Regions from separate parts of the Mus musculus genome. Here regions 1, 3, 4 and 5 are each linked to region 2. Evidence: chromatin contacts called from public Hi-C, HiChIP or PLAC-seq and promoter capture Hi-C data. All regions are on one chromosome and are shown on one strand. The core of a region is the stretch at or near the end of the contact, and the rest is flanking DNA. Distances in the headings are between cores, read along the strand shown. Region 1 holds the start of Flad1 (flavin adenine dinucleotide synthetase 1). Region 2 holds the start of Tsacc (TSSK6 activating co-chaperone). Region 3 holds the start of Pbxip1 (pre B cell leukemia transcription factor interacting protein 1). Region 4 holds the start of She (src homology 2 domain-containing transforming protein E). Region 5 holds the start of Dennd4b (DENN/MADD domain containing 4B).

What was found. Promoter capture Hi-C pulls out the DNA fragments that hold promoters and counts their contacts. Hi-C and Micro-C count contacts between places; a contact is called where the count stands out from the background. HiChIP or PLAC-seq counts read pairs in DNA pulled down with a chosen protein or histone mark.
Region 1: a Hi-C map of B cells shows a contact between it and region 2, with 9 read pairs. The contact joins the promoter of Flad1 here to the promoter of Tsacc in region 2. A contact is called at or near these places in 2 of 39 promoter capture datasets (erythroid cells and pre-B cells), 1 of 484 Hi-C or Micro-C datasets (B cells) and 1 of 115 datasets of contacts at active chromatin or transcription factors (pancreatic cancer cells).
Region 3: a contact with region 2 is called in a promoter capture Hi-C map of erythroid cells, with 7 times the contacts expected there. The contact joins the promoter of Pbxip1 here to the promoter of Tsacc in region 2. A contact is called at or near these places in 2 of 39 promoter capture datasets (erythroid cells and liver) and 1 of 115 datasets of contacts at active chromatin or transcription factors (pancreatic cancer cells).
Region 4: a contact with region 2 is called in a promoter capture Hi-C map of liver, with 3 times the contacts expected there. The contact joins the promoter of She here to the promoter of Tsacc in region 2.
Region 5: a contact with region 2 is called in an H3K27ac HiChIP or PLAC-seq map of thymic regulatory T cells, with 6 times the contacts expected there. The contact joins the promoter of Dennd4b here to the promoter of Tsacc in region 2. A contact is called at or near these places in 1 of 484 Hi-C or Micro-C datasets (CD4 T cells), 1 of 115 datasets of contacts at active chromatin or transcription factors (thymic regulatory T cells) and 1 of 9 other capture datasets (liver).

What each region holds. Positions count from the first base shown.
Region 1 is chr3:89,410,527-89,413,226 of GRCm38.p6, reverse strand. It overlaps Flad1 (flavin adenine dinucleotide synthetase 1), which reads left to right and starts at 1,346. Exons shown (of 8, transcript NM_177041.4): 1 at 1,346-1,443; 2 at 1,847-2,069. The coding sequence starts at 1,983.
Region 2 is chr3:88,295,636-88,298,335 of GRCm38.p6, reverse strand. Tsacc (TSSK6 activating co-chaperone) reads left to right here and starts at 1,337. Exons shown (of 4, transcript NM_001357024.1): 1 at 1,337-1,512. Cct3 (chaperonin containing Tcp1, subunit 3 (gamma)) reads right to left here and starts at 1,201. Exons shown (of 14, transcript NM_009836.1): 1 at 1,070-1,201. The coding sequence starts at 1,100.
Region 3 is chr3:89,435,395-89,438,256 of GRCm38.p6, reverse strand. It overlaps Pbxip1 (pre B cell leukemia transcription factor interacting protein 1), which reads right to left and starts at 1,553. Exons shown (of 11, transcript NM_146131.2): 1 at 1,477-1,553.
Region 4 is chr3:89,830,059-89,832,764 of GRCm38.p6, reverse strand. It overlaps She (src homology 2 domain-containing transforming protein E), which reads right to left and starts at 1,395. Exons shown (of 6, transcript NM_172530.3): 1 at 662-1,395. The coding sequence starts at 1,261.
Region 5 is chr3:90,263,962-90,266,661 of GRCm38.p6, reverse strand. Dennd4b (DENN/MADD domain containing 4B) reads right to left here and starts at 1,427. Exons shown (of 28, transcript NM_001356483.1): 1 at 1,101-1,427. Crtc2 (CREB regulated transcription coactivator 2) reads right to left here. Exons shown (of 14, transcript NM_028881.3): 14 at 2,537-2,700.

The DNA.
Region 1 (2,700 bases), core at 97-2,596, 1.1 Mb before region 2:
GATGTCAGACCCCGTCCAAACCTACTGGGTCACAATTTACATATCGTAATATCTAGGGATAGCGAGATGGTTCAGCAGGTAAGAGTAAGACTCCGCCACCCAAATTGGGATAGATCCTAGGCCCCACATAAAGGTGAAAGAAAAGGGACTCCAGAAAGTTGTCCTCTGGCTTCCATTTGCATGCTGGGACACTGCTGTCCTTCCTAGTCATACAATAATAGTAAAAGCTTTTTTAAAAAAAAGAAAAAAAAAACCCAGATGATTAAGCTATTTTTCCCCAGCAAAGCAAAGGGTGGAGGGGCACTGAAGTAGGAATGAAATGTTGTGAGTACCCAAAGTGAGTCCAAGGTACTCCTGCGTACCCCTCTCTCCAGGGACCCATCATTGGGAAGTGATGTTCTGGAGGCAGGTGGGGCAGGAAAGGGTTTTTACATTTTAAAGTCAGAGAAGCTTAAGTAGTTTTTCCCTTTATATTAGAAACAAACGAAGGTTCCACACCCTGCAGCTCACACCTCATTGTTAATGCTAATAACATCTTCACCTTCCCCACGCCTTTAATCCCAGCATTTGGGAGGCAGAGGCAGGCGGATTTCTGAGTTCGAGGCCAGCCTGGTCTACAGAGTGAGTACCAGGACAGCCAGGGCTATACAGAGAAACCCTGTCTCAGAAAAAAAAAAAAAAAAAGAAAAACCATCTTCACCTTCTCAAATTTAAGAGGCAAAGCCAAGCGGTGGTGGCCCACGCCTTTAATCCCAGAACCTGGGAGGCAGAAGCAGGAGGAGTTAATAAACCTGGTCTACAGAGCGAATTCCAGCTACACAGAGAAACCCTATCTCGAAAGAGGAGAGAGGGGTAGAGACAGAAAGAGAAATGTGATGCAATGAAGTGTAGTAACACATGATTTGAATCCCACCACTCCCCAGGCAGTTCGAGACCAGGCTGATCGGTTTAAACAAGTTACTTCCCGGGCTATATACTGGGGCTCTGTCTGAACTGTTTTTTAATATTTGAATGAAACAGAATCAGACCTTCATTTTCTTCTAGTACTACAAAGCAGCACCCGACAGTCCCACCCGACAGTCCTTAAAACACCTCCCAATATTTTCCCTTCGAGTACCAGAACACTTTAAGTCCCGCCCTCCATGGGCTAAGGCCAGGCCCCTATTTTTACTTCCGGACAGTGATGACTACATGGTGTTGCCAATAACAACTTAGCATTTCCTCTAGCTCCGCGATGAGGCGCGTGAGCGATTGCCGGTTAGACCAATAGAACCACTGGTAGGAGTGAGCGACAGCCAAAATAACCAATCAACATGAAGCATTGTAAGGCGGGACTTTGAGTACGGAAGCTGTCCTAGGACATGCGGAAAGGAAAGAGCGAATGACCCTGTGCAGGGGGCAAAATAGAGGTGGGATGATACGAGATCAGTGATCTGAAGCCTGGTGAGAAAAAGAGATCTCGGGATAGAAAGGGTGCAGAAGTAGGTTGAGCCCTGGTCATTGGCGGAGGGAGGAAAGAAATGCATTTAAAGGGACCCTAAGGCCCAGAATAAGGTAGACATTTAAAGGGACAGGTGATCCGAAGAGAAGAGACATTTAAAGGTGCAGATATACCCAAGATAGGGCAAATTTTAAACCTGCTCGGCAGACGGAGATATCTAAAGTGGTAGGTCTTGGGAAAACATGGCACTTTAAAGGAATAGGAATCGAGACGTTTTTAGGAACCTGGGGCTTAAGAGTATGTTAAAGAGGCCGGAGTAAGGGTGACTAAAGAAGATTGAGCCTTCCTTCCTCTAGGAAGAAGGTACACTCCTGACGTCTTCATTGTCCTTTCTGGCTCTTCCAGGTTCCCTCAACCCCGGAACTCAGGGTATGGCCTCCTGCATCCTGTAGACCTGGCGGCCTCTCAGTACATACGGCCCCAATTTGGGGTTCTGAGTGGCTACTGGAAAGCCTTGCAAAAGAGCACAGAGGGCAGGACCATGGCATCTAGGGCCTCTGAACTGCCCCCAGGATCAGGGCGCAGCGTGACAGCAGGCATCATCATTGTTGGAGATGAGATCCTTAAGGTGTGTCTGGAACGGAAGAGGGGAAGAGTGTGGCATTCTATTGTCGTGGACTCTTTACGGTGAAAGGAGGGAAACCGGAGTAGGAATCCCCTTTCTTGCCAAAGTCCGGCCCTGGAGTGAGTCCTAACACATTGGAGGAAAAGTGACCCTTCGGTTGAGTGTTTCTGTTGAAAGATGGGTAGTAACTTTCCTACAACTTGCTACGAAGTATGACTGGGGGCAGAGTAGCCACATAACAAGTGACAGGTGGCACAGCAAGTAGAGGAAGCTCAGCAGGCTGGATAGGCGAGCTAGAAGGAAGGTAAGAGAAGAAAGGACTCTATTCTGGACGGCCAGGGTGCTGTTAGAGGATGTGGCAAGCATGGGTTGGCAACAGTAATAGTTACCCTGATCTTTTTTAGTGTCTACCAGAGGCTGGTCTGCACTTAACTATATCACATGTGGCCTTACAAACTTCAAAAATTCCATGAAATTGGGGTTTTTATTACAGATCTCTATAAATTATGAAACAGCCTCAAGGAGGTTAGGAAACTTACCCCAGATCACAAGCCTACAAAGTCCTAGGAACAAAGTGATACATGCCTTAACCTCCAGCACTTGGGAGACAGAGGCAAGTGGATCTTTGTGAGTT
Region 2 (2,700 bases), core at 88-2,587:
AGAAAGTCTGCTTGTGAGGCTGGAAAGATGGTTCAGCTTCAATTCCCAGCCCCTCAAGGTGGCTCACAACTGCCTGTAACTCCAATTCCAGGGAATCTTGGTGCCATACACAGACGAAAACAAACAAAATATCAATCACAAGCCAAGGAATCTCACGATAGAACAGGAAAAAGACTAAAGCCTGAGAGCCACCCTGTAGGTAAACTTCTCTCAGGAGACTAGAGCAGAAAATAATGACTTCTTACAAATCTGGCCTGCTGCTTAAAACCTCATGGACTCGTCTACGAGTGTGTAGGAGAGGTAGTGTCACTGAACACCTTTGTCTCTCCTCCCAGTGTGGCCAGACTAAATCTGTTTTTCTCTTTACTATGTTTAACTTTGACCCAGGCTTACTGAGTTATTCTCAATAGCTCAGGTAACTGACAAGGAACTGGTGCTCTTTACTGAGATGAGTGGCGTTCCCTAAAGAGGAAAGAAAACCAGGAAAGGAATTTGGGAGAACTGGCTGGTGGGAAAGATCACATCCAAGATCGGGAACGCCAGGAATGTCATTTCCGAACAAGGGTTGCTGAATGACCGCTACTGAAAAGATGCCACTTCCGATTCGATCTGCCGGTAAAGGCAGCTTTTACTTATCAACTTAACAACTCTACTACAGCCTCCTAAATACTGATGCTAAAGTATCAATCAAGCGAGTTGCCGTTAAGTCACGCCTCTACGGAGGGATGGACCGAGCATAGGAAGCAAGGCCTACCGTTAAGAACCATCATTACTATCTACACGGAAATCATGCTGTAAAGGACACGGGGGCGTGGAGGGTGGCGACTAAAGAACCGAACGCGAATAGGATGAAGCACACGTAAAGACTAGCGACTCCGAGAGCGGAAAGTCATTTTGTCAAAAGAAGGCGACAGGAGAGGCAAGAGAAGAAAAGTGGGGAAGGAGCTTGGTCCAAGGCGAAAAGACCACTGGAAGGCACGAGGGCCGAGTCATGGCGGGACGGAGCTGGGCAACACTGGCCAGCTTGGGGAGAGAGGGGCGGAGAGAGACATCCCTTCCCTGAACTCACTGAGCACGAGCACTGGACGGTGGCCCATCATGGCGGCACGACGCAGAGCCGACTCTCCAGAGCTGGGGGGAATCGGCAGAACCTTCTGGAGAGAAGAGCAGCGAAGAAAACGCTGCCTCCTCAGGAATGACACAGAAACCTGCTAACCTCTGAAGTGCCGCCAATCACCAAACTCATTTTATTGATTGACAAAAACATAGGCCAATCGACAGTATTAGCCCCGCCCTCTACGCAAGAAAGGCAAGGCAAGTTAGATAGAGAGGGCATGATGTAGGGGACTGGGAGACGCAAGCGCTTGCGCACTGGCGTGGCCGCTCCCGGCCGCGTGCGGCCAGAATGTCTGCGCAAGCGCCAAAGCACGGGCAGTTAGCTGGCTCGCTACAGCGCATGAGTACCCACTAGAGGGTGGGTGCTGGGGTGGAGGCTTTGGATTAATGCTGTAGGTAAGATCATGAAGCTCTGTTTTGTCCATCGGTTCTCGTCCGACCGTGAAGGCCAAGGAAGGCATGATAGTTCTCTACTTTTTATTTCAGCCTTAGCGGTAGGGAGGAGTAGAGGAGCCAGAAATACCCGTCGTGGCCCGAGAGATTGAGGCAGTGTAAAAGTGGAAGTTGTCCTACGGGGCGGGGAGGCAACGACTCGGCTCCCCGCCTCCCCGGAGCATGCTGGGAGTTGTGGTTTACTGCTCTAGACGCGCTGGTTTTCTTTTTTAAAGAAAAGGAAGGAAAATTCTTGTTCTTTAGATGTACCTATTTTTTATTTTATGTGTATGGTTGTTTTGCCTGTGCGTATGTAGGTGCACCACTTGTGAGAGGCGATCAAGCGGGAGTCTGATCCTCTGGAACTGGAATTGATTGTGAACCGCCACGTGGGTGCTAGGAAGTAACCCTGTCTGCGGGACCATCTATTGCTCTTAACTGTTGAGCTATCTCTCCTGTCCTAATGTCTTACTTCTTAGAAAAATACGTTGAGTCTAAGGCAAAAAGACATAAAGGAGGATCGCTCACATTTCCCCCGAATATCCTAAGTCGTGTTTCTTGCAGTATTATGAGTCTTCTTCGCCCCCTCCCCCCCAGCCTGGTCACTGGTTAGTGACAAAAGAAACTAGAGTTTTTGTTTTTTTAATTACCGTATTATCTTTACCAGAGTTCTAAGGCTGGCCTAAAACTCGTCGTAAAGACCAGGCTGATCTCAAACTGGAGACAAGCCTCTTGCCAGATCACCCCATATAGGAAAAAGACAAAACAAAACAACAAAAAAAATAAGGCTAGTAATTAAACAGAAGTCTCAAAGAGTCATGACATGTTTGTGATAGATTTAAAGTTCGTATTTGGTATGCTTTGTCTTCTGCAGTGAAAAGGCACTAACAAAAACTGCCGAAGGGAATTGGAGAAAAATTAACAATTTCAGAACAGTTGTTTGTTTGGTGTGGTAGCACACCCCTGTAATAAACTCCAGAGGCTGAGTCAAGAGGATAGCGATTTTCAGTGGCTTCAGTCTCCCTGGACCACATAAGGGAGGCAGCCTGGAGGGAAGGCTCAGTGGGCTTAGAGGGTATATTGCTCTTGCAGAGAACCTCAGCACAATTCCTTGAACTGATGTCTGGCTGCTCACAGTCACCTCTCACTCAA
Region 3 (2,862 bases), core at 304-2,803, 1.1 Mb before region 2:
TCTGATCCTGTCCCTTGCTAATCACAGCTAAGGGCAGCTGGGGTTAAGGTATCACCCTCTACTTCCAAAGACCAGCATAAAGCAAGGCTGTGCCCTTGGGCTAGGGCGGTGCAACCGGGATCAAGTAAGAGGATGGAGTGACAGACAGCTAGCTGACCCACTGGCAGAAAAGGCAGAATGTGAAATTTGACTGTACCAGCCAAATGCTCCCCAACTACTCCCACTGGGTTTAAGTCCTGCATGATTGCCTTAAAAAACCCTGTGGCTCTGGGGCTGGTGAAATGGCTCAGCAGGTAAGAGCACCAGACTACTCTTCCGAAGGTCCTGAGTTCAAATCCCACCAACCACATGGTGGCTCACAACCATCCCTAACGAGATCTGACTCCCTCTTCTGGTGTGTCTGAAGACAGCTACAGTGTACTTACATTAAATAAATAAATCATTAAAAAAAAAAAAAATCCTGTGGCTCCTGTTGGGCAAGATTCAGGCCCAAGATAGGTAAAGGACATCTAGTGGTGTCTTCCACAATGCTCATGTCTCCTAGACACTGATACCCATCCCACACAGGGACAAAACAATTGCAATGACTTCCCTATACCAAGTCCCCAAAAAACCCCGAACTCCCCACCCCCTTCTTCTAGTGACACCCACACAGCCATCTTCCTTCAGCTTTTGGCTCTCAGTCCCTCCACTGTCCTGCCATCCCCAGTTGCTGTGTGTGACTGTTAACAGGTGGCAGCAGGAAGGAAGTGGCCACAGCAGCTAGAGCAGAGGTCCCTGTTTATCCCTGGCTGTTTACAGCCTGCTCAGGTCCTCCAGAACTCAGCACCATGGCAACCAGGGTGATGTCAGACCCATCGTCTCCATGGAAATCGGCAATGGTATGGTATTTAGGTCAACAAGACAAACCTAAAACTGAAGCAGAAGTCTTCCTAGAACCCCTGCACTCGGGGTCCCAACCCTTGATACCAAAAAGCATCCCCGCTTTCCCAGGCCGGCACATCGGCACATTAATACCTTATTAGGAAGCCTGTCTAAGCAATCCAGAGCCCACTTAGCTGCCACCCTTCCCAGCTGTGATTTTAGGGCAGTCTTTGACCTCTAAGAAGAAAACCCACCCACTACTCTCTCTCCCCTTTTCACTCAGGCAGGATTTCACAAAAACTTCTGCTGTTTCTAAAAAAGAGAGTGTTCCCAGTCTGCACAAAACTGGGAAGTCTGGTTTGATATGCCCTTGATTGTCTCTAACTTCCTTCTCTGTCTGACCTTTAAAGGGAAGGACCTGGGACCACAAAAACTTGCCTGAGTTCCTGCTTCGGAATCATCTGTCTCCCTCCTTCCCCGCCCTTCGGTCCTGTGTTGGGCAGTATGTGGACGCCGGGGCTGCCCACTCCTTTTATACAGCTTTGCCCTCTTTTGTTATCTGGGGATAAAGTGGGAGTCTGTAACGCCCCTTCCCGGCAAGGACTCCTTTACCTGACCCAGCTCCTCGCTTCAGTCTTCAGCTTAACTTGTTGCAACCTCCCAGCCCAGGAAGACAAGAGGGGAGTCACGTGGCTAGTGTTTGACCAGTGAAAAGTCGACTTCCCCGCGGGGGGGGGGGGTGAGGGGGAACTTTTGACCAATGAAAAGCTGGACTTGAACGCCCAGGCAGGGGAGAGAAGGTCTACGCAGTACCTCTCTCCCTTGGTTTATCTTTTTTGGTGGGCAATTTGGTCTCCAGCAAAGTAAATTTGGGAGACCTCCCCTCTTTTCTCAGTGTCTAGTGTCTAGTAGGAAGACCTAAAACTGAAAGGTGCTGTCTGATGAGGGGGCAAGGACCAGGTGCCATGTTGGTCCCAGGATAGACAGAGACAGCTGTAGGATGGGGGATGGGGTCCAGTGCAAGTTGTGGGTTTAGAAATAGCCCTCTCACCACTCTTATCCGCCCCAATGCAGACTAAGGATGCCACTACTTTGGATATGGAAGACGGCCAAGCATGGTGGTGCCAGCTCCTGGGAGACAGAGGCAGGTGTGCAGGTGGATCTCTTGAGTTTGATATCAGCCAAATCTATATATAGTGAGTTCCAGGCCAGTGAGGGCTACATAGTGAGATCCTGCTACACATGCACACGCACACCCTGTGGGATGTCTTAGCTGGGTAAAACCTCCACGTGTGCACATGTTTGCACCTCAAGAGATCATACAGACACAAGATAATAAATTTTTAAAAAATTAATGGAGGGAGGTGCTATAATCCCACCACTGGAAAGACTGAAGAAGTGGATGTTGAAGTCCAGCCTGGGCTACTAAACAAATCCCAAACCAAAACCAAACTAAAACAAAAGCAAAAAAAAAAAAAAAAAAAAAAACTCAAACAAAAACAATGGAAGAACCGAGGCAGAAAAGCATCCACAAATTAAAGTCAGGGCTGGATGTGACCCAGCAGTGGAGCGCTGTCTGTCATCTGTAAAATGGAAGGGGAAGCATTTAAGAAATTTCAAATTTTTATGTGGATGGGTGTTTTGCCAGCATGGCTGTAGCATTCTAGAGTTACAGATGGTTGTGAGCTGCCACGTGGGTGCTGGGACTTGAACCTGAGTCCTCTGGAAAAAAACAGGAGTTCTTAACTGGTGAGCCATCCAGCCTGAAAACTCATATTTAAAACCAACCAACCAAACAAACAAACAAAAACCCCACCTTACTTGTGTGTGAGGATACATACCAGCCGTGGGACACAGGGCAGAGGGCAAGCTGCCATGTCAGTTCTCTCCTTCCACCCATGGGTTTCAGAGATTGAACTCAGATCCTCAGGTCAGCCCAAAGTATCTTCACCTGTCACCTCCTTGGGCACCCCAAATAAATGTCTGAAATAAAAACTC
Region 4 (2,706 bases), core at 146-2,645, 1.5 Mb before region 2:
GACAGGACCCAGAAGCCCTCTGGTGACGAATGTGCAGGAAACACCTTCTTCTCTCCTGATCTGTAATTTCCTTAAAGACATTTCCTTGCTATGGACTGTGCCCCCCCCCCCACCACATCCCTTAGTGTCCATGGCGAGTACTTATATGGCTACAGTACAATAAACAGAATGAATGTACAGTACAGCCACAGAATGAATGGAAGCCTTTGCCGCTTGCACAGCAGCTGAAACTGAGTGGCTGGAAGATGGGCAACCTGCGCTTCACAGTTCACGGGCTACCGATGTTTTGCATACTCAGGCGGCGTAAGCCTTACAGAAGTCTAGCTTGATAGACCCCTCGATGTCAAACATGAAAACAAGAACCACAGTACACCACACCCATTGGAAGGCCAGTTCCTTTCCCTTCCCTTCGACTGCTCTTTGAAACAACTAACAAAAACCAACCACAACAAACCTTGCTGTCAAGGTCTCCAGTGAGTTTTGAAGAGTCACTTGGGAGTCAGAATGAATACAGAGGAAGGCCTTAGAAAACATCTTCAACTTCACTTATGCCTAATGAATATTGGGGTTCATCAGGTTCCCATGCGTCCTTCCCCGCCCCCCCCCCCCAAGCCCTTCCAATTCCACAACTGAGAGGAGGATAGAGATGCTGTGTTCTTACCGTGTCTTGCTGTCTCATTATCTTGGCCTTGTCCAGCTCAGGGCCCAGGGAGGACGGGGAAGAGGACGCAGAGGAAGAGGAGCTGCTGGAGCTGCTGGTGCTGCCACCGCCCGGGTAGGCGCTCTTCCCATTCTTCTCCTGCGTGTCCACCTTGATGAGCCTACTGATGTAGGTGCTGCAGCCCGCGCTCTTGGTCACCGCGCCACGGTGGGGCTCCTCCTCGGTGGCGGTGGCGGTGACCCGGGAGTTCTTACGGCCTTTGCCAGCAGCGGCCTGGATCAGACCCTGCAGGCTGTCCCGGGACAGCCGACTGTCCTTTGGGGGTCCGCTGCTCGCCTTGCTGGCCCCCAGCTCGGCCGCTGAGTTCTTCCGGCCCTTGCCCGGGGTGGGCGCCGCGCCGCCAGTCTCCGAGTTCTTGCGCGGCTTGCCGCCGGCGCCCCCGGGCCGGGCGCGCTCCGACGCGGTCTTCAGAGTAAGCGGGAACTCCTTGAACCATTTCGCCGCCATCAGGGGGCCCGGGAGCGTCGAGGCCGCGGAGCAGAAGAGTGAGGAGGCCCAGCTGAGACACCGTGGGGCGCCAGGGGCCGGGGGCCGCCGCATTCCCCGGGGCTGGACGCTGGAGGCCGCCGCGAGGCTCCGGGCCGCTAGACGCGCGCGCCTGGCAGGGTGGCACCCGCTCGGCCCGAAGCTAGACGGGCGCAGTGATCGGACCGCCGTGTTCTCTGCGCTCCACCGCTTGGGGCTGCCGGGCGCCGGGGCTTCCCCTGCCTTTCCTCCCGAGGTGGGCGAGGCCGAGCCCACGGAAGCCCCCGGCAGCCCTGCCCACCCTAACTGGGACGATGGCGGCCGCAGTGCCCCGGCGCCCGCCCCGCGGTGGACGCACAGGACGGAGGACGGACGCGCCCCTCCCTCGCCGGCGCCGGGGCCCCCGCGTGCGCACCGAGTCCAACACTGCCCCCATCTCTGCAGACGGGACGTGTGCGGGGATCGTGGCCAGGAGTCGCGCTCGAGAACAAGGATCGGGAGCGCCCGCGCGGCTTCCCTCGCTCTCCGGTTCCGCACGTTCGTCGGGGGCGCGTGGAACCCCAAGCTGGACGCGGCGGGCGAAGGCTCGAAGTTCGACCGGGCGGCTCTGAGGGCCGCGCAGGTATCGCTCTGGCTGCAGGACCAGAGAGGGGTCCCACCAACCCCAGGCACTGTTGGGAGAAGAGCTTGGAGGTCCCCGACCCGCGCCCTCCTGCGAAGACGCCTCAGCTACTTGATTCTCACACTACTTGATTCTCTCCTTGTCGCTCTTTCTTCAAAGCAATTTCAAAGGTTTTTGTTATTGTTGTTAAAAAGATTAAATATGAAAAACGATTACATATGAACATGAAATGAAATCTTCTCCTTTCAGACACAAAACCCGGCAGTTGTTTACAGGTCTTCACTGGTAGACCTGCGGACTTTTGAGACAGAAAATGTATCTTTTCTCTCTCTGGATAAAGGCCAAAAGCCCTAAGCCGGCTTGACCTGGTTCTCTTATGGTGCTGCTGTCCACCCCCACCTTCTCCTTCCCCTCTCTGTCTCCTCTCCTACCCACTTCTCTCCTCCCTTCTACTCCTCCAATAGCAGCCTATGGAATCCTAACTTGCCTCGGTGTATTAGAAGACGACCTCAGACTATTGCGTGATGGCAAAGGGTGTCACCACTGTGAATTTCATGTGGTGCTGTGGATGACAGCCCGGGCTTGGAGCATGTTAGACAAGCACTCTACCAACCGAATTACATCTTCAGCCCCATGCAGCTTTTGGTAGACTTCAATTACTGATCTCCATTCCTCCTATCCATCCTTCTTTTAGCTACCAAGAGTTTACAGTTTTCCTGCTCTGCCATTTTTCTCTCAAACTCTAATAAAATTGTCTTCTAACCTCAAAGTAAAAGATAAAACAATACCATTATACAACAACAGCCCTAAATGTGGTCCAGAGTCTCATGCAGCAGGTTTGAAAACCCAAGCTACAAGCTGCGGGGGTCGGATAGCACCAGCCACCATCAGCTTGTGG
Region 5 (2,700 bases), core at 178-2,677, 2.0 Mb before region 2:
TCCATGGCCTGACCCTGGGGAGTGGAAGCCCCAAGAGTCCTGAGGTGCCCCAGGGTGCTGAAGGTGGGAAGAAGCCTGGCGGGTAGCTTGCAAGGGGCTAGAGGCTGAGAGAGTGCTTCAGAGGGGAAGGGAGGCTACTTCCTGAAATGGCTGCGAAGGGGAAGCTGTCGCTAGCTCAGCATAAGTCAGCCTATGGGTGTGTGGTATCGCTGGGGGGGCGGGGGGGATAGTACTGTTTAAGGTGCCAGCACAGCATCAGACCAACGCAGACCTCCCACTAAGGGTCCTGTGCAAGGCAGGGAAGCTTTTAGTGTCTCCAGGATGCACAGTCTATTTAACCTCCCGCTCTTCCTCAGAGAACTAGAGCCAAACCGACTGTCTTCTCAACCTGGCCTCTGGACACACATGCCCCAACTCAAGCTAAATTTAGCTTGAGCTTCTCTACATCTGAGAGGTGAAGCCAGGAGTCAGCGTCAGCCTCCTGATTTAACTCCAGGACACAGCTCACTCTCTCATCCACTGCAGGCCAATAGTAGTTCTGTGCTCCAGACAGTAGGCAAAAGCCGTTAGATGAGACCCTCTATAGGCAAGTGGGTGGTCCCGGATCAACAGGACTTGTGTGTCCAGGCCTTCCCTTATCCAGCCAGGGAAGAGTCCTATAGAATGCAGCCCCTTCTCCCTTGGGGGAAAACAACGGCACTGGAGCCACTTTGGGTCCCAACGCCCACATGCCGAATGACGGGAAGTCGGGGCTAGGGCAGAGGGCGCGGCGCGGGGGAGGTGGCTGAGCAAGAGGCCGGAGGGCCGAGAGAAGCGCGCGCGGGGACTGCCGAGGACGTGACGGCAGCAGCGCCAGCAGCCGCGTGACCCAGGCGGGAAGGAGGGGTGCTCTGGCTTGAGCGCCCGCGGGAGCTCCAGGTTGTAGGATGTCGAGCACAGCTAGCTAGCTCTGGGTTGCGCCCTCCCCTCCACTTTCACTTCTCTGGGAGGGAGGAAGCGGAACCAGATGCGCAGCGTAGAACAGCTGGGGACAGTCCCTGGAGCCGCCCGCCCTCCGCCCGCCCTAACCCGCCCGCCGCCCCGCCCGGTCCGGCCCCTACCTGCCTGCCCTGGGACTCCCCAGCCGGCCCGCTGGCGGGTGGCTCTGAGGGCGGGCTGGCGGGCCGGCGGGCGGCTGGGCTGCTATCCAGCCCCGGACATGGCGCACTCGACTTAGGAGCCGCTCGCGCCCGGGCTGAAGGAAGAAGCAGCAGCCGAGGGCGCCGGGCACGGTGGAAGAAGATCTGGGCGGTCCCAGCGTCCCCGCGCGCTGCGCCACGCGGGGACTGCTGCCACACCACACCGCTAGTTCCAGCCGCGCGGTCCTCCCGGCTCCCACGTTGCTGGGGACCCCAAGCTCTTCAACGCGCCCTGCTTTCTCCACTCATACCCGCCCCCCACCCCCCCAGGAGCCGCGGGCGCCTCCGCTATTCTGCCCCCCCCCACACACCCGGGCCTGCGGCCGTGACCCTGGCTAGCGCCGGCCCAACACCCTGCCGCCTGCAGTGCGACCCCTGGTGGCTGGGAGGGCCCCCTGCAACCAAGCGGATTCCCACCACCCGGAGGAAAAAGCAAGACACTGACCCCAGATGGCCCCGAAGTCAGAGTCGGTGCTCCTGTCCTGCCCTACCGTCAGATGTGGCCACTGTGCCACAGCGAAGGCCCTGAAGACCTAGACCTGGGAAACCCAGGTGACTCCCCACTTCCACGTTTAGAACCCACTGGCCAGAGCCAGAAACTCTCAGTTCTTCTTTCGAGAAATGACAAGAACATTGAAAAAGAGGAAGAAAGGCATGAAGCCGAATAGTGGAGGTGTAGCACTCCTTTCACTATGCTGGGTGAAGTCTAACAAAGCCTTCGTGGAACATGGTTGTCTCCCAAGGATCTATTGCGTTAAACCCAAATGGAGCAGTGAAATGGATGAATCGACATACAGTCCTCAGAACATGAGATTGCTTAGGTCCCCCAAACATAAACCAAGTAAGCCAGCTAGGCCTGCTTACTTCTCTCTAGAAGCATCAACACTGGCAATAGCCTCCTCCAGGAGAGGGGAGGATTTTCTAACAGAAACAACTGTGACTTGGGACAACAGCCTCTCCTTACCCAGGGCTTCAGAAGAGTAACTTGTCAGGCTAGTCACGGTGCCCCATCCCCTGATGCTGCAGCAGGCAGGGCCTTAAACAAACAAGGGCACATAAGGTGACTTCCTGCTGCCTCGGTGAAGTCTGTATAGGCTTTAGGATACATCCAGTTTGGGACCTAAATCTGAGAATGGTGCTTCCGCACAAGCACAAAAGTTCTGAGAGGATTAACGCACACCCGTAGCCCTAGCACTAAGGAAGCCAAGGTGCCAACGGGCACGTGTGACTTCTAGGTAGTCTGCCCTATGTAAGAGAAATCCTGTCAAAAAACAAACAAACAAAAATGCAACACAAAAGAACCTATGGCACCAAACCTCCTTAGGTCCCCAGCCATGTACCAAATAGCCAAGCACACAAAAGGTTTAATAGGATTTTTTATTAACATATAATATATTTAATAAAAAATAATATCCATTCTGGCTCTCTCTTCCATTGCAAGGGGAAGAGAAATAGGGAGGGGCTGGTAGTGCCCATCCCTTCTGGACAAGCCCTCTCTCCAAGATTTCCCTCTACACCTTGC